Regions from separate parts of the Mus musculus genome. Here all the other regions are linked to region 1. Evidence: chromatin contacts called from public HiChIP or PLAC-seq and promoter capture Hi-C data. All regions are on one chromosome and are shown on one strand. The core of a region is the stretch at or near the end of the contact, and the rest is flanking DNA. Distances in the headings are between cores, read along the strand shown. Region 1 holds the start of Eif5 (eukaryotic translation initiation factor 5). Region 2 holds the start of B930059L03Rik (RIKEN cDNA B930059L03 gene). Region 3 holds the start of 4921507G05Rik (RIKEN cDNA 4921507G05 gene).

Region 1 (4,954 bases), core at 803-3,302:
ACAACCAAAATATTTGGTGGGATCTGTATAAAGACAAGACATTCCATTATAGTTAACTAAAGCACTGGTTGCACGTGAATATACAAAAACTCACCGTGTTAAAATTACAGGGAAACTGAAATACAGCCAGGGTGGCTTAATGACACCCAATCAAGTAGGTCCGCAGTTCCAACTTGCTAATTAACATGATTGAGGAAAGATGTATAGCTCAAAGACTGTAAAAACTATAGCCATAATATACCTTTTCAGGCTTCTCCAAGCTTTACTTACACGTTGGAGGCCGATTAAGCGCCTTTGCAACGTCAACCATGTTGACTATAACTGTCTTGATTCCATTTCCTTTGCCCTCAACCTAAAGGAAATAAGAATTTCAATTTTGCACTGTCTTCCCTGTGAAATGTAATCTTTCAAAACCTATCAAGAGTGTGCGGACCAACAGGCTACTAAAATAAAAACCAGCATTACCTTAGCAATCAAACGGGGCATCTTGTAGCGATAGAACTGGTCTGACACGCTGCGGTTGACGTTGACAGACATTTTGGCTTATTAGTGACTTTATCAATAAGATGAAGAGATCTTTGATTGCAACTTTTTGGTATCTTCTGTCTGGAGAAGAAGGGATGACATAAACGACTGCAAGAGTTCTCGGTCTCTGACATGAAAAAATTTTCGCCACTGAGGCTGTAAGCTTCTTGCTTGTATGCTATGTTTCCCCAATACAGGTACCAATGGCTGCGCAACAGCTCTGAAAGAGAAAAGGAGAAAACACACAACAACCCTACAGGTTTAGCATCACTCCTCCCCGGGACAACTTCCCGTCCCCGAGTCCCTCACACAACTAACACTCCGAGCTCTAACAGCCCGAGTCCTTGTGAGAAAACAGCTGACATCCCCATGTAACAAAGCACAACTCCAGGAACCCAGGAGGCCACCATTTTGACACGGGTTGTGACTGGCAGGGAAACTGCTCGAAACGAGGAGGACAACACGGAACACAAACCCTGCTCCCTCAGCCGCCGGGAGATTGTCACATCAAAGGCCACCGGCGAGTCATGGGTTGCCCCGGCCGAGCGACAGCGTTGTAACTGCCGAAAAGGGGATCCGGGCCCTTTCTCTCCCTCACTTCAGGCCCGGGGGCCACCAACTTCGCCGATGGCGCCTCCCCCGGCTGCCATCGTGGTAAAACGGGAAACGTCGAGCCGGACCTGCCAACCGCCGAGGGGCGGCTTCGGCGACTCCGGGGGCTTCAGGGCGGCAAGTCCAGGCTGGGAGCCATTGGCTCCGTCGGAGCACGAGGACCACGGCCGAAGCCGCGCCCGGGCTCCCTCCCCTCGCTCCCTCGGCGCACGGCCGACCTTCGCCCTCGTCCCCATGGCTACGCGACGGTCGCAGCCCGTCGCCCGGCCTCCCCCTTCCGGCGGCCGGCGGGGCAGAGGTGCGGCCTCCCTGAGTCACAAACGCGCCCCGGGCCTGACTCAGCCACGGCGCGCGCGCGGGCGCGCTCCCGCACGGCCCGGCCCCCCCCAAACTGCGCCACACGCGCGGCGGGTCACGCGGCCGCGCCGCCATCTTGCCGCCGCCATGGCCCGCCGCCCGCGACTCACCGTTTTCGTCAAATAAAGACATAAACCCAACGCGGCTCGCCCGGGACTGGGAGGAAGAGGCGCTGGAAACCGGGTCCGGAGCGGCGGGGCCGGCGGCGAGCGGAGGGGCGGCTGGGCAGGTGCCGCCGCCGAGCAGCGGGAGGGACTGTCCCAGCGACGTCCGCGTCCACACCAGCAGCGCCGAGCCTGGCGACCTGGCGGGGACAAGGCAGTGAGCGGCGGGCGGCGCCTGCCCCCGCCGGCGGCCCGCGGGGTGGAGGGGCGGGAGCGCAGGGCAGGGGCGCGGGCCACCGCCCCCCGCGGACTCACCTCTGGAATGTTCTCGCTCTGACTGAACAACGCCGCCGCCGCGCTCAAGCTACCCTCGGCCCCGGAGCCCGCCCCTTGTACCGGGCAGCCACCGCTTATTGGCCGCAGGCCCTCCCAACTTCTCTTGTCATTGGCTCGCATGCACGTCGATCTCACGCTTCTCCGCCCTCCACTTCCTGGGGCTCCACTCGTGGTCTCGGCCCGCCTCCTGCCTGTCCCAGCTTCCTTCCCTTCCCTTCCCCCCCCCAACTCCGTCCTTCCCAGAGGCCTTCGCGGTCTCGCGATAGCCCGGCTCGCTCTGAGTTTATGCGTTCAGGCACTATGGCGCCTGCCTAGTCCTCTCTCGGGGCGGGGCCGGGCCGGCTATGTCCACGGTGCTTCTCTGTGGGCCACGCGTGATCTAACTGCTCATCTGGACCGCGCCAGGAGGCTCCCGACACTGCGGCTCCCCTTGCCTCTTTCCCACCACCCTTCCTGCTGCCTGGCCCGTGCCTGTCATCCCATATGGTGCCTCTCCCTGAGCTCGGGGAGCCAAGCCGCCGCCGAGCCGAGACTCCGCGGTTGTGGCTCTGAGGTTTCCCACGATAGAAACCTTTTTTTGTGTAGCTTGGGTCCCCGCGCAACTTAGGGTGGTCTCGACCCCAGTCAGGTCCGGCTGTGCCTCGAGGTTTGGCCATCCCCCCGCCTCGGGGCTCAGTCGCCACGTAGGGCCACCCCGTCCAGCCCAGCCCGGTCTGTAAAGGCCAGGCTGGTTGGTGACTGTGACTCCCTGCAGGTGCACCCGAGGAGGCAACAGTGTTTTATTTACTAACAATTTATGTTCGGAAGAGGAGCCCGGACTTTTTCTTTCCTAGACACTCTTCCATTATTTAAAAGAAAAAAAAAACTTCTTTTTTTGGTAAAAGTTTCGACTGAGAGTTGAAATCATCCCAGAGTCCAACTAATAATATAGAAATACCTGTTCCACCTTCCCAGGGCTTCTGAGAGCAGCAGCCTGGCTTAGTCAGCAGCTGCCTGGTTTCCTGGATGGGGAGAAAGAGCAGTGTTGTGGAAGAAGGGCTGCCCTTTGTTCTACGCCAGTAGAATTTGTAACAAGGTTAAAATGGAAAGATCAATTTTATTTTGCCCAAATCCAAGGTTATTTCCCCATGACTTAAAAGCTCTGTAAAGCTAATTGACCATGTCCGTGAGGGAGACTAAAGACAAGATGCAGAACTGAAAGATTTGTGTCTCTTCTGTAGCTTTTATTTCACAGTCCATGGCTCTACAGTTTTTACGGCTCTGTGCTTATCCAGGTTCCCCCTCGTTAAAGTGGAAAGATCTCAGGCAGTGCCTCTGTGAGCCATGGATCATGACTTGGCAGTATTGGAAAAGATTGAGTTTTTGCTTGGCTGAACTCAAATGGCAATATTTTAGAAACTCTCAGAAAAGGGTGTGAAACCAGTCCGAGGTAAGAGGCTTGTCTCACAAAAGTATTTTTGGTAACACTATACAAAGTGGTCTTTTCTGTATGTTCGATGGCCTGATGTTTAACTTCATTTTAAAAGTTTGTAGGAGCCAGGGGTGCTGACACCTTTAATCCTAGCACTCCAGAGGCAGAGGCAGGCTAGCCTAGCCTATATAACAAGTTCCAGGACAGCCACAAAGGAGATGAAAATATAAAAGCTTATGCTAGTGTTGCTTTTAATTTTTAGTGCTGTTATTATGGACAACTTCTAAGAATCACTTTGATGCCCTTTCAGTATGTAGCCCAGCCTGGCCCCAAACTCATAGCTAGCTTCATGCCTCAACCTCCCTAGTAGGGGCTTACAGACAGGTACTAGCACACCCAGCTAAGTGCTTTGTAAAAAATTTTAAATTAATTTTATTTATTTACAATAAGAAGTACTCGTAATCACGCCATTTATCAGATTCTAATATCCTACAGCTTTAAGAAGACCTTGAATACTGAGGAATTTTTACACCCATTTTACAAACAAGAAAACTGAAGCCTGAGGGTAGGGGGGGGGATGAAGCTGCTTTTCCAAGGTCATTTCCTCTGTAACTTACAGAACTAGCATGTGTGCCCAATTCTCTTGGCTCTCAGAGCTTTTCTGGGTCAGCGTATGACATAGCCCTCCCTAGTAAACAGAGGAGTCTAAGTGGGCAGTTTGTATGTAAGTGACTAATAGTCTGGTAAGGGGTGTGTTAGACCTGTGCTTTACAGGTGACAACAGCCCTTTAATATCCTGTAGGCAGCTTCTGAACGCAAGCTTGTGTGACACCAAGCTTATTGCATCATTTCCCTTGCTATTTCTGTCGCCACCTCATTTGGATGTTATTTCCGTCAGCCAGGTACTTACAGTTTGTTAAGCGATGGACACTTGGTGCTTATGAAATCCTTGTCCATGGGCTGTGCATTTTGGCCCTGGATAGCTGACATGAATAGTTGCTGCAGAGGTAAATGAGGAAATTGACTGGCTGGTTGCTTAGACATTGGTGTCTCTGAGTCTCTTTAGTTTGAATTGGTCCCCTGAGTTTTAAAACCAACTCTTCCTGAACTAGAAGTATGCGTTTCTGAGCAGTCAGACATTGTGGGCACTTAGGTAGAGCCACTTTGAGGAGCCCCCTGGTGGGTCAGCTGCTCCACACCCTTTATGACATTTGGGTCTCAGCTCTGAAGGCTGCACACAGTCACTTCAATCACTGGCTCGTGCTGGAGGAGGAGCTACAGGACACGAGCATGTTTTCTTCTGGCACACCAGCCTATACCTAAGTGCGCACAGAGAAGACAAGGTGTCAGAGATGCCAGAAGGGAGTGAGCGTTATCTGGTGAGTGCAGAAGCCTTGGCTGCCTTGAGGGCTGGTGCCCTAAATCACAGCTTCTTAAACTGCGGGTTTTGCAACCGTATGGGATTGTGTAACAGCATAAAAACTATGGCAATAGTGAAAGGCATTGATCCCTAAATGACCAAAAGTGAATTCAAAATCAAATGTAGAGTGAATTTGAAGTGTTGGTATAGCATTGCCCATGCTGCCAGTGACCGGCTACACTGCCACCA
Region 2 (4,954 bases), core at 1,422-3,921, 950 kb after region 1:
TACACAACACCCTGTATCCACGGCTCAGGGGACATTGTAGAAGAGAGGGTAGAAAGTCTGTGCTCAGGTGAGTGGCCTTAATCCTACACAAAGAACTACAGGCAACTAGGGAATGCTGGGAGTGGGAGACAGTCTTCCCTAGACAAGCGTTTGTTTTCTATCAAATAACAAACTGTTTATCCAAAGCCCTGAAAACGTACATATGGCTAACATAAGCAGGTTATATTCAGGACTGTGTGTATTTATACCTATATGCATGTAATAACAACTAATGAAATAAGAGGCCATGAATTTGAAAGAGAACAAAGAGGGGCTCATGGGATGTTTTGGGTGTATGTGTGTGTGATGCAATTTACGTAATCTTAAAGTGAACCAGACAACTTGAGGTTGCTCCCCAGGACCCACAAGCTGCTTCCCAGAGTACTCACAATGTGACTCCAAGTCACAAGCATGACTTAACTCCATGAGGAGTGCAAATGCAGAGACGGGGTGACCCTGACCTTGTCATGCACCCAGAGACCACTTCCTGCCCAGTACTACCTAATAATACCATAAACCTCCACCTACATCACCATAGACACACACTAATACCAACTTTATTCCTAAAGGTAAAATGCCAGCATTCTCCAGGCTTATCAAAGCACACGAAAACATGAGCATATGGGCTGAATAAAAACAGCAGAAAAACCGGGTTTCAAACTGGTCAAATGCACTGACCAATGGAGGGCCGCCACGAGGCACAACACCCGAACATGGACCCTGTAAGGAGGGTGCCTGACATCGTGATGACCACCCGCTGAAGCAGAGACCTCTGAACTTTACCTAGGGCTTCAGCCCGGCCCGTCACCTCCTACGTGCGTGAACGGCTGACAATCCACCTATCTACTTGAAGCTATACCTGTCTTACACCTGAACACTACACCTGCGGCCTAGATCCCTGATCTCTCAGGTTCTGAGCTCCATGCCCCCAACAGCTATCCACTTGGACTCCTTAATCCCTAAATACTGTATTTGTGCCAGATGGTGGTGGTATAGTCCCTTAACCCCAACACTTGGGAGGCAGAGGCAGGTAGGTCTCTGTGGATTTGAGGCTAGCCTGGTCTAGAATGAATTCCAGGACAGCCAAAGCTACACAGAAACCCTATCTTGGAAAATCAAATGAACAAAACCAAGCAAACCAAACCAGCAAATGTTGTAGCAGCTATCTGCCTCTGCCTCCAGGAAGGCCTCTGTGAACTCTAACCTTGAATAGCCATTCTGTAATTTACATTGCATTGTGAGGTGTAATGTGTGACCCAAGAGTTATTATTTATTAAGAGAGTGAGAACAAAACTACTCAACAAATTACATCAATACAAGGGATGCAGACTGCCAATTTATTATTCAGGAAATTCTAACATCATGGAGAGAGAGAATTGTGTCCATGCTTCTGACAGCACCCCCACACCAGGGCTACCTTCCAGGGTTACCAGTATCTTGGGCAGGAAGCAGTGGGAAACAGACATCGCTAGGGCTTCCTTGGAACAGGCATGGCTATGACCCTGGAGGGAATCAGCACAAATTTCCAGATTTTTGAGCCCTAGAACAGTAAGACTCAGGGACAGAGTCGGAGACAGGCAGTTTACTACAAAGAAAGGAGAGAGGGAGACAGAAGTCAAGCCAGGAAGTGCACGCCTTTATTCTTAGGGCAGAGGCAGGGACATCTCTTGAGTTTAGGGTCTACACAGTGAGTTCCAGGTCAGCCAAGAAGAGACTCTGTTTTATAGACAGACAGACAGACAGACAATAAGGCTAGCCAAGGCGAGACCCTGTCTTATGAGTAAATTAGAGAAAGAAGGAAAGAAAGAGGCACCCAGTGAGTGGTAGTGGGAAAGACGGGGTGCTCAAAGTCCTCATCTATGTGAGTTCTGGTCCTCCATAGTTATTTACATAGCAAGCACCTCTACCTCTTTACGTTACCACGTGTCCGGTACACGCCACTTAGGTGGGACGAGTTTCCTGACCCTGCTTACTGGTTTCTTTCGTTAATCTCTCGGCATCCCCAGCCTCCCACCTACTTCAGTTCTCAGAGCTGCTACAGGGGACAGGTTGGCCCTGTCCTATCCACGCTACGGTCGCGTCTCGGGGTTCCATGACGGGGGTCACATGGGACCCTGGTCACCAACCCCGCCTATCAAGTGGAAAGTGACGGGGCTGTAACCCAGGACCTGCCGTTCAGTTCCACGGACGCCTGTTTGCCGCTGTCCAGAAGCCACTTCTGCAGAGTGGCAGGTCGATCACGTGTCGCCAGGGGAGCGGTCACGTGTGGCCTCGAACGATCATGTGAGTCCTCAAGCCAATCACCGCGGCCTGGAAGAAGGGGCATTGCGATTGGCTCATTTTCCTCCCGTGAATATCGCGAGATTCAGAGTCAGACACTTCCCGATTGGTCGATGCGCTGCGTCATTTCCCTGCGCCAGCGTTTAGGTGAAGGTAGTCGGTCTCCCTGTCCTGTGTGCCGTGGGCCAAGCGTCTAAGCTTGGGTCCGGGCCGTCCGCGGCCCTCACTCCCCTCCCGCCAAGGGACGCGGCCCCCTCTGCGGCTTCCTCTAGACGTCGCTGCCTTGTCCTAAGTCAGCCTGCGTTCGAGCTGCCGAACCGAGGTTTCGTGCGGCTTCCTGGCGCGGTGACTCATCCAGTCACGTGCGCCGTGGAGGCTGCGCCTTGCGGAGATCTCCGCCCTGCCGAGATGGCAGAGACCTTCCCGGGGCCGCCCTTGTCCTGCTGCCGTGTTCTGGTGCAGCTGTGCTGAGCTGATATCCTGTTGACTTTGAACTCTTCTCCGTTTTCTGCATGCGCTTTGTCTCATTCCTACGGGGTACCTGCTGCCATCCGCTTGCTCTTTGGTTTGGATGCCGGGTAGCCGTGCTGAGTCCCAACTCTGATGCTCCTGCCTCCACCTTTCCAGTGCTGGCATGGAAGGCGTATGTCAGCACGTCCACCTTACACACACGTACCCACATTTGATTGCCTCTCCACTTGGATCTTGCTGTTCTCGCTGATCCCACATTTATCTGTACATTGCGTCCATCAGACGCAGTTTTGAGTGTCCCACACGGTGCCAGACTGAAGGTACAGCGATAAGTAGGGTAATAGGGACATTGCTTGTAGAGGGCTCACGGGCTATCCTGGGGTGACTGGTTGGAGGGATGTTTTTGCAAGCTCCCTCTTGGCTGCAGTGTGGAATGTTTGAGAAGAAGGTGTTGGGCCGGCAGGAAAAGTTAGTCCTGGGGTGAGGATGAATTCGAATTTGGAATGAGTGCCAGAACCTTTCTAGTTTCAATTTGGCCATATTTTATGGAGACCGCTCAGCAGTTAGGTCCATGTACAGTTCTTCCGGACAATCCGAGTTTAGAGTCCCACGTTAGGGACAGACTATTTATAACCCTAGCCCCAGGGGACCGAACACCCTCTTGCTTCCGTGGGCACTTGCACTCATATGTACAAATCCACATACAGAAACAAACACATTTAAAAAAATAAAATCTTAAGGAGTGAGAGCGTGTGCTGGGGTTTTCTCACTTCTCTGCTCACATTTGCATCTAGCAACACTTCAGGCAGGTGAGGATAATTCCTGGTTTCTGTTTTTCAGCATGGAAAACAGTGCGGCCGGGAGTAGCTGGCCTTACTGCTCAGACTAGGTGAATTTTGCTGATGGCTAAATTTTTGAAGCAGAATTGCAGAGTCAAAATACATGACACCCTGCAGGGTGGAACGTGTTTCTAATGCCAGCATTCAGGGGGCTGGGTAGTAGGATTTTTGGTAAGACTGTCTCAAAATGTTTTCAACACTTACCTTTTAAAACTTTCAGTTGCATTTTTAAGGGTCCTACAAATCTGCAAGCCACCAACAGTAAACTGAAGTGACCCACCCTTCCTCACCTGCTACTGGGGTTACTTTCCTGTCCTTCCAGAAGCATTGACTTGTGGCCCTGAGATCTGCATAGGATGGCGACACTGCCAGTGGGAGCCCCTGCTTACCTGCCTCTGCTGGCTTTGCATCCTCCTCGGGAATATTCCTCACACCTACACGGCATGCCTATGTCTCTTTTGGCATGTAGGTGGAGGTAGAATTTCTGTTATGGGTGTCTACTTTCAGCCAGCTCCTTGCCCTCCAGCTACGTGCAGCCAGCCAGCTGGGAAGCGGTGGAGTACCATCGCCTAAGCCAGTGGTGCTTCCTGCAGCCATAGTTCTGCAGAGCAGTGTAGTTTAATGCAGTGTATCCCGTTTGATGCCTTCTCATGGTGTAGAGAGAGCCTGTCACAGGAAACAGAAATGCAGCTACTTTCTGTAGACTCCAGGCTGTCACCTGTGGCAGGTGGCATCCCATGGAAGATGAGGCCCTTGTCACTCACCATTTAAAGAAAAACCTCTTTCCTTAGGGGGGTGGTATACTGTTGTTGGGAGGGCTGGGATCTTCCATACTCCTGAAACTGGGAGAGAATGCCATTGCTTTCATTTGTAATTCATGACCTCATCTTTTAACTAAGTTGCTCAGAAAGCTCAAATCTCCCACCATCTTTAAAGACAACAGCAAAACAAACAAACTCCCTTCTGCAGGCTGGAGAGATGGCTCAGTGGTTAAGAACAGTGACTGCTTTTCCAGAGGTCCTGAGTTTAATTCCCAGCAACCACGTGGTGTCTCACAACCATCTGTAATGGGATCTGATGCATTCTTCTGGTGTGTCTGAAGACAGCTATGGTATACTCAGAAATAATAATAAATCATATATTTTTAAAAAGCTTCCCTTCTATTTCAGTGGACCAGCTCCCCATGTCCCCGCTCAAGGCCAACCCTTGTAAGAATTGTACTGATGTTCTGAGTTTAAGTCTTGTATCCCTTCATGAAGGGAAATCAGAGCAGAAGCCTAGCGAGAAAGCCATAGAAGATACCTGCTTGGTGGGTCACTAACTTG
Region 3 (4,954 bases), core at 696-3,195, 700 kb after region 1:
GATATCACATTTGGGATAGACTCACAGAATGTGAGTCTATCCCAAAGTTATCACATAGCCTACGATTTAAGAAAGACAGTTTGCAGCAGGGGCAGTGGTGGTGTCCCCCTGCTTCTGTATCAAAAGATCTGGTGGAAAGAGTCACCTGACAGGAAAGCTGGAGTGGCAAAGGATAAAAGCATTTTCCAAAGTCTATGTAGCTGGAACTATGTAACCCAGGCTGGCCTTGAACTCGCAGAGATCGGCCTGCCTCCACCCATAGCCCCAAGCCACAGTGCTGGGACTAATAGCAGGAATGTGTGACAACCCCCTTTTCTCTGTGTCTCTTGCTTTTTCCAGACGCCTGAGTTGATTCTCCTGGCCTTCTTCACTAAGGCTCCATGACTCTAAGCTTGTCCTTCCTCTCCCCTCTGCAGCGGCTGGTGATCGAGCTCAGTCACTGAGTTCTAGCTTTTATCTTCCTCTTCACATTTTTAAATTTTGACATAGAGCTCTGGAACACACAGTCACAGGAAGGCAGAACATTTTCCATAGAGAAACCGAAGTCCTGCTTGTGAATTCTGGGCTTGGGGTGAGATGGAGAAACAGAAAACAAATAGGGAAATGAAAATAATTTAAATGTTTCACTCCCAATGTGTGCATATGAAAACTGTTAGACAAAAAAAAAAAAAGAAAGAAAAATAGACAAACAGAAGGGCTTTTCAGATGTTACTTCTATTTTTCTATTTATTTATTTGTTTATTTATTATGTATTTATTTACTTATTATATTACAGTAAGTACACTGTAGCTGTCCTCAGATACTCCAGAAGAGGGCATCAGATTTCGTTATGGATGGTTGTGAGCCACCATGTGGTTGCTGGGGTTTGAACTCAGGACCTTTGGAAGATCAGTTGGTGCTCTTAACCACTGAGTCATCTCGCCAGCCCCAGATGTTACTTCTAATTTGCTAAAACACATCAGTTGTTCCAGGGGCCAGTTTGAAACACACCCTCCATAAAATATGTACACGTTGAAACCCTTTGCGCCCAACTTCTTCTGGGCACAGAAACACAGGGAGTCAGAAGCCATGGGCTGGTGTCTGGGTTCAGTGATCCACCAGGAGGTGCCCCTGACAAAGCTCTTTATCATCTTGGGACTCCAACAACAGGATATATGGTTTCTATTGCCCAAGTCAGCAAAAACACTTCTCCCATCTGCCTGTTTAACTGGGTCAAAGGGTAAAGTTTGTCCTGAATCCTCAATGCTTAAAATCAGGCTTGCCCCTAGACAGATAAGAATGATACAGAGGTGACAGGTGCTGATTCCCCTGGCTTTTGGACAAACATTTATTAAGCACTTGCAGTGTGACAGACCCTGTCAAGCCTTAGGCAAAAGCCCCTAGGAATTGGGTGGGGCACCAGGGACATCTCATTTAGTCTTCACTGCGACCACTTGGGTAAGGATTTTTCTTTTTCTTTCTTTCTTTATTGAATTTAAATGCAGTTTATTTTTAGACAACCCACATGACTTTTTTTTCCCCTTTTTTTCTTTTTGAATTTAAATGCATGGGGTGAGAATTTTTCAACCTCACTTTACAGTAACAAGAATTTAGGGATCTCGTCTAGGTCGCTTTTCATTATATCTCCAATGCGTGCAACACTACTTTTAGCAAAGTAAATGTTTGTTGAATTAAGCAGTAAAACTTACAAATTACACAGCAGTAGCTATCAGGCTGCTTTGATGCTCAACTGTAGGTGTTGTCAAGAACAGGCTCCAACTAGTGTTACAGGCAGTTAAAGCTCAAGGAAATTGTTCTCGTCTGGTTCAACATCGTTACATTCTCGGGAGAGCTGGGAAGAGTCAGTCCCACCAAGGTCGCCTACTCACTAGGTAAGAAATTATACTTAAATTTAAAGCGGCGAGAGGTTGCGTAGCGACCGAACCGAGGCGGCAGGCTGCACCGCGCATGCGTGAACGGGCCAGCGGTTTTTAAACCCTCTCCTTTGCGCATGCGTATACGCATGTCTCCGGAACGCCCCTCCCTCCTAAGGGTCTGGCGGTTGCTAAGGCGACAGGAATACAATATGGCGGCCGGATCCTAACGCTCCCCAGCCAGGGACCACCGCGAAGGTCCTCGAGCCGGAAGCCACCTCTGGAAGGGAGAAGGCCGGTACCACAGTCTCCTCTTTTCTTTTCGGTCCGGGGCCGTCCAGGGGCTGACGGCGTCATCCGCGTTCAGGATGAAGAGTGAGTGGGGCCGGAGAAGGGCTGAGGGTCCCCGGGGCCTGCGGGGCGGCGCCGCAGGTACCCGGGGCTAGGCAGCGGGTTCTGCTGGAGTTTGAGGAGTTGTGTCATTTCGTTCATTCACTCGCTCATTCGTTCGTTCGTTCGTTCGTTCGTTTGTCGGATCGCATCTGAAATCTCAAGACATTGGCCGTCGGCTCTGAGCGCTCACACGGTGGCTCCCCGCCCCTGCGGGACGGCGGCTTAAACCGCGTTCGAGAGGGACGCTGGGCCGCCTATCTTACTTTCTGAGTTAAACAGTTGTGGTTCTGAAAGCATCCTTTTAGCGGAATGTAAAACGGTTGCTTAGAAGTTGGGAGATGAGGCAGTCTTTCTAGAAAATAGAAGGACTGGAAAACTGGACTTAGTGCCGGGTTTGTGGGTAACCTGGAGTCCAAATGCGACTAGACAAGTCGGTTTTGTTGGGACCGCTGTTTGATTTTCATAGATATACGGTTATGATTGCCTGTGATAGTGTAGCCAGAAGTGTAGTCTCTTACCGTGATTAGATTGTGTTCTCTGTAGTTACAATATCAAATTGACACTACATTTTAATTGCAGTGCAGTAATTTCTATGTACCATAAATGACATAACATTTAAAAAATAAGTCATCTCATTCACCCTTCAGTCTTGTGTCACTGTGTCACTCCCTTTAAGGAAGATTAATGTGGTCTTGAGGGGAGTGACGGGCGCATTCATTCCCCTCACTTAGAGGCAGAGGCAGTTGAATTTCCATGAGTTTGAGGCCAGCCTGATCAGTATAACAAATTTCAGGATAGCCAAGCCTACTAGACAGAAACTGTCTCAAAAAAAAAACAAAAAAAAACAAAAACAAAATCTGATGCAGTAGCATGCACCTGCAATCCCAGCATGCCTATGGTGAGATGGGAGCAGAGATAAGAGATTCCCAAAGAGCTCGAAGTTCAGGCATATGCAGTGCTAAACACCACAGACACTACTACAGGTGTTCCTCTCACCCCAGCTATGGTATCTTCTCTCTCCCTCCACACCCTTCTCTCTAGTATTCTCTCTCTCACCACAGATCCTATAGACACACTTAAAGAGGAGAAAAACAAAAACAAAAAAAAATTTAAGAAAAGTTAAAAAATAGACACATCATAAAATGCAAATTATATATGCAAAATATTAATTTAAAAAAATTTAAGTTTTATATATATATATATATATATATATATATATATATAGAGAGAGAGAGAGAGAGAGAGAGAGAGAGAGACAAGGCTAGCCTCAAACTCAGAAATCTGCCTGCCCCTGCATCCCAAGTGCTGGGATTAAATGCATGCGCCACCACCGCCCGGCTCATTTTGGTTTTTCAAGACAGGGTTTCCCTTTGTAGCCAAAGCTACCCTAGAACTAGCTCTGTGGACCAGGCTGGCCTAGAATTCAGAGATTAGCCTGTTTCTGCCTCTCAAGTGCTGGAATTAAAGGCGTGCACCATCACCACCCTAGGCCTCCAGAAAGTGGATTGTGGCCAAAGTTTTGGTAACACCCAGGTTTAGCCAGTTTTCCTGTCCTCCTCCTTTGCCTTGTAAGTCATTTGCATAGTGAGTGGCAAGGTGTCCCAGGGTAAAGTTAAGAGCATCCGCTCTGGAGGTGGAGGACATTGCAGCCAGGCACGGAGCTAGGCAGACCCACAGCCTCAGGAGTCCCTGCCGCCTCTCAGCCCCCTCAGCTCTCATCCTTAAACAGGTGTAGTGACAGCAATCTCCAGGGAAGATGCTGAGGATGCTGAGGGGTCAGGTAAGACGGTGTGTGTGTGTGTGTGTGTGTGTGTGTGTGTGTGTAAGACACCACTGTGTCTGGCATGCAGACTGGGAGTGAGTGCCTGGCTGGCCCAGTGGATGGAAGACATCGACTCGAGAGAGAAGATGAGCTTGACCAATCCTTACTTGAAGACATTTGTCCTTACTGGATCTAATTAGAGTCCTTACTTTTTCCTCTCTAGACTGTTTTTTGGTTTGGTTTGGTTTTTGGTTCTTTGAGACAGGCTTTCTCTGTGTAGCCCCAGTTGCCTTGGAACTCACTCTGTAGACTAGGCTGGCCTTGAACTCACAAGAGATCCGACTGTCTCTGCTCCCAAATGCTGGCAGTAAAGGTGTGTGCCACCACTGCCTGGCCTGTCTGATTTTTTTTTTTTTAAGATTTATTTATTTTATGCATGTAAGTACACTGTAGCTGTCTTCACATACACCAGAAGAGGGCATCAGATCTCATTACAGATGGTTGTGAGCCACCATCTGGTTGCTGGGATTTGAGCTCAGGACCTCTGGAAGAGCAGTCAGTGCTCTTAACCACTGAGCCATGTCTCCAGCCCCTATGTAAATGTTTTAATGGATTATTTAATCATACCTACAAAAACAAAAGCAAAATTATACATCCTAATACATGCTTTGCCATGCTATCAGAGGTTTTTTTTTTTTAAATATTTATTTATTTATTATATGTAAGTACACTGTAGCTGTCTTCAGATACTCCAGAAGAGGGCATCAGATTTCGTTACGGAAGGTTGTGAGCTTCCATGTGGTTGCTGGGATTTGAACTTGGGACCTCCGGAATAGCAGTTGGCGCTCTTAACCACTGAGCCATCTCGCCAGCCCCCAAGGTTTTTTTTTTTTTTTTTTTTAAGAAGAGAACAAGTTTAGTCAGTGTGCTCCGAAAAGAGCATCTG

The links. Promoter capture Hi-C pulls out the DNA fragments that hold promoters and counts their contacts. HiChIP or PLAC-seq counts read pairs in DNA pulled down with a chosen protein or histone mark.
Region 2: a promoter capture Hi-C map of pre-B cells shows a contact between it and region 1, with 4 times the contacts expected there. The contact joins the promoter of B930059L03Rik here to the promoter of Eif5 in region 1. A contact is called at or near these places in 7 of 39 promoter capture datasets (the C10 cell line, hippocampal neurons, liver and 3 more), 6 of 484 Hi-C or Micro-C datasets (CD4 T cells, cerebral cortex, embryonic stem cells and 3 more) and 1 of 9 other capture datasets (liver).
Region 3: a FOXA1 HiChIP or PLAC-seq map of pancreatic cancer cells shows a contact between it and region 1. The contact joins the promoter of 4921507G05Rik here to the promoter of Eif5 in region 1. A contact is called at or near these places in 4 of 39 promoter capture datasets (the C10 cell line, embryonic stem cells, liver and 1 more), 1 of 484 Hi-C or Micro-C datasets (embryonic stem cells) and 3 of 115 datasets of contacts at active chromatin or transcription factors (extraembryonic endoderm stem cells, memory CD8 T cells and pancreatic cancer cells).

Annotation. Positions count from the first base shown.
Region 1 is chr12:111,535,199-111,540,152 of GRCm38.p6, reverse strand. It overlaps Eif5 (eukaryotic translation initiation factor 5), which reads right to left and starts at 2,052. Exons shown (of 12, transcript NM_173363.5): 1 at 1,914-2,052; 2 at 1,605-1,798; 3 at 466-745; 4 at 271-352; 5 at 1-23. The coding sequence starts at 537.
Region 2 is chr12:110,589,091-110,594,044 of GRCm38.p6, reverse strand. B930059L03Rik (RIKEN cDNA B930059L03 gene) reads right to left here and starts at 2,671. Exons shown (of 1, transcript NR_033340.1): 1 at 1,366-2,671.
Region 3 is chr12:110,838,020-110,842,973 of GRCm38.p6, reverse strand. It overlaps 4921507G05Rik (RIKEN cDNA 4921507G05 gene), which reads right to left and starts at 1,945. Exons shown (of 2, transcript NR_152102.1): 1 at 1,689-1,945; 2 at 1-565. Mok (MOK protein kinase) reads left to right here and starts at 2,035. Exons shown (of 12, transcript NM_011973.2): 1 at 2,035-2,228. The coding sequence starts at 2,222.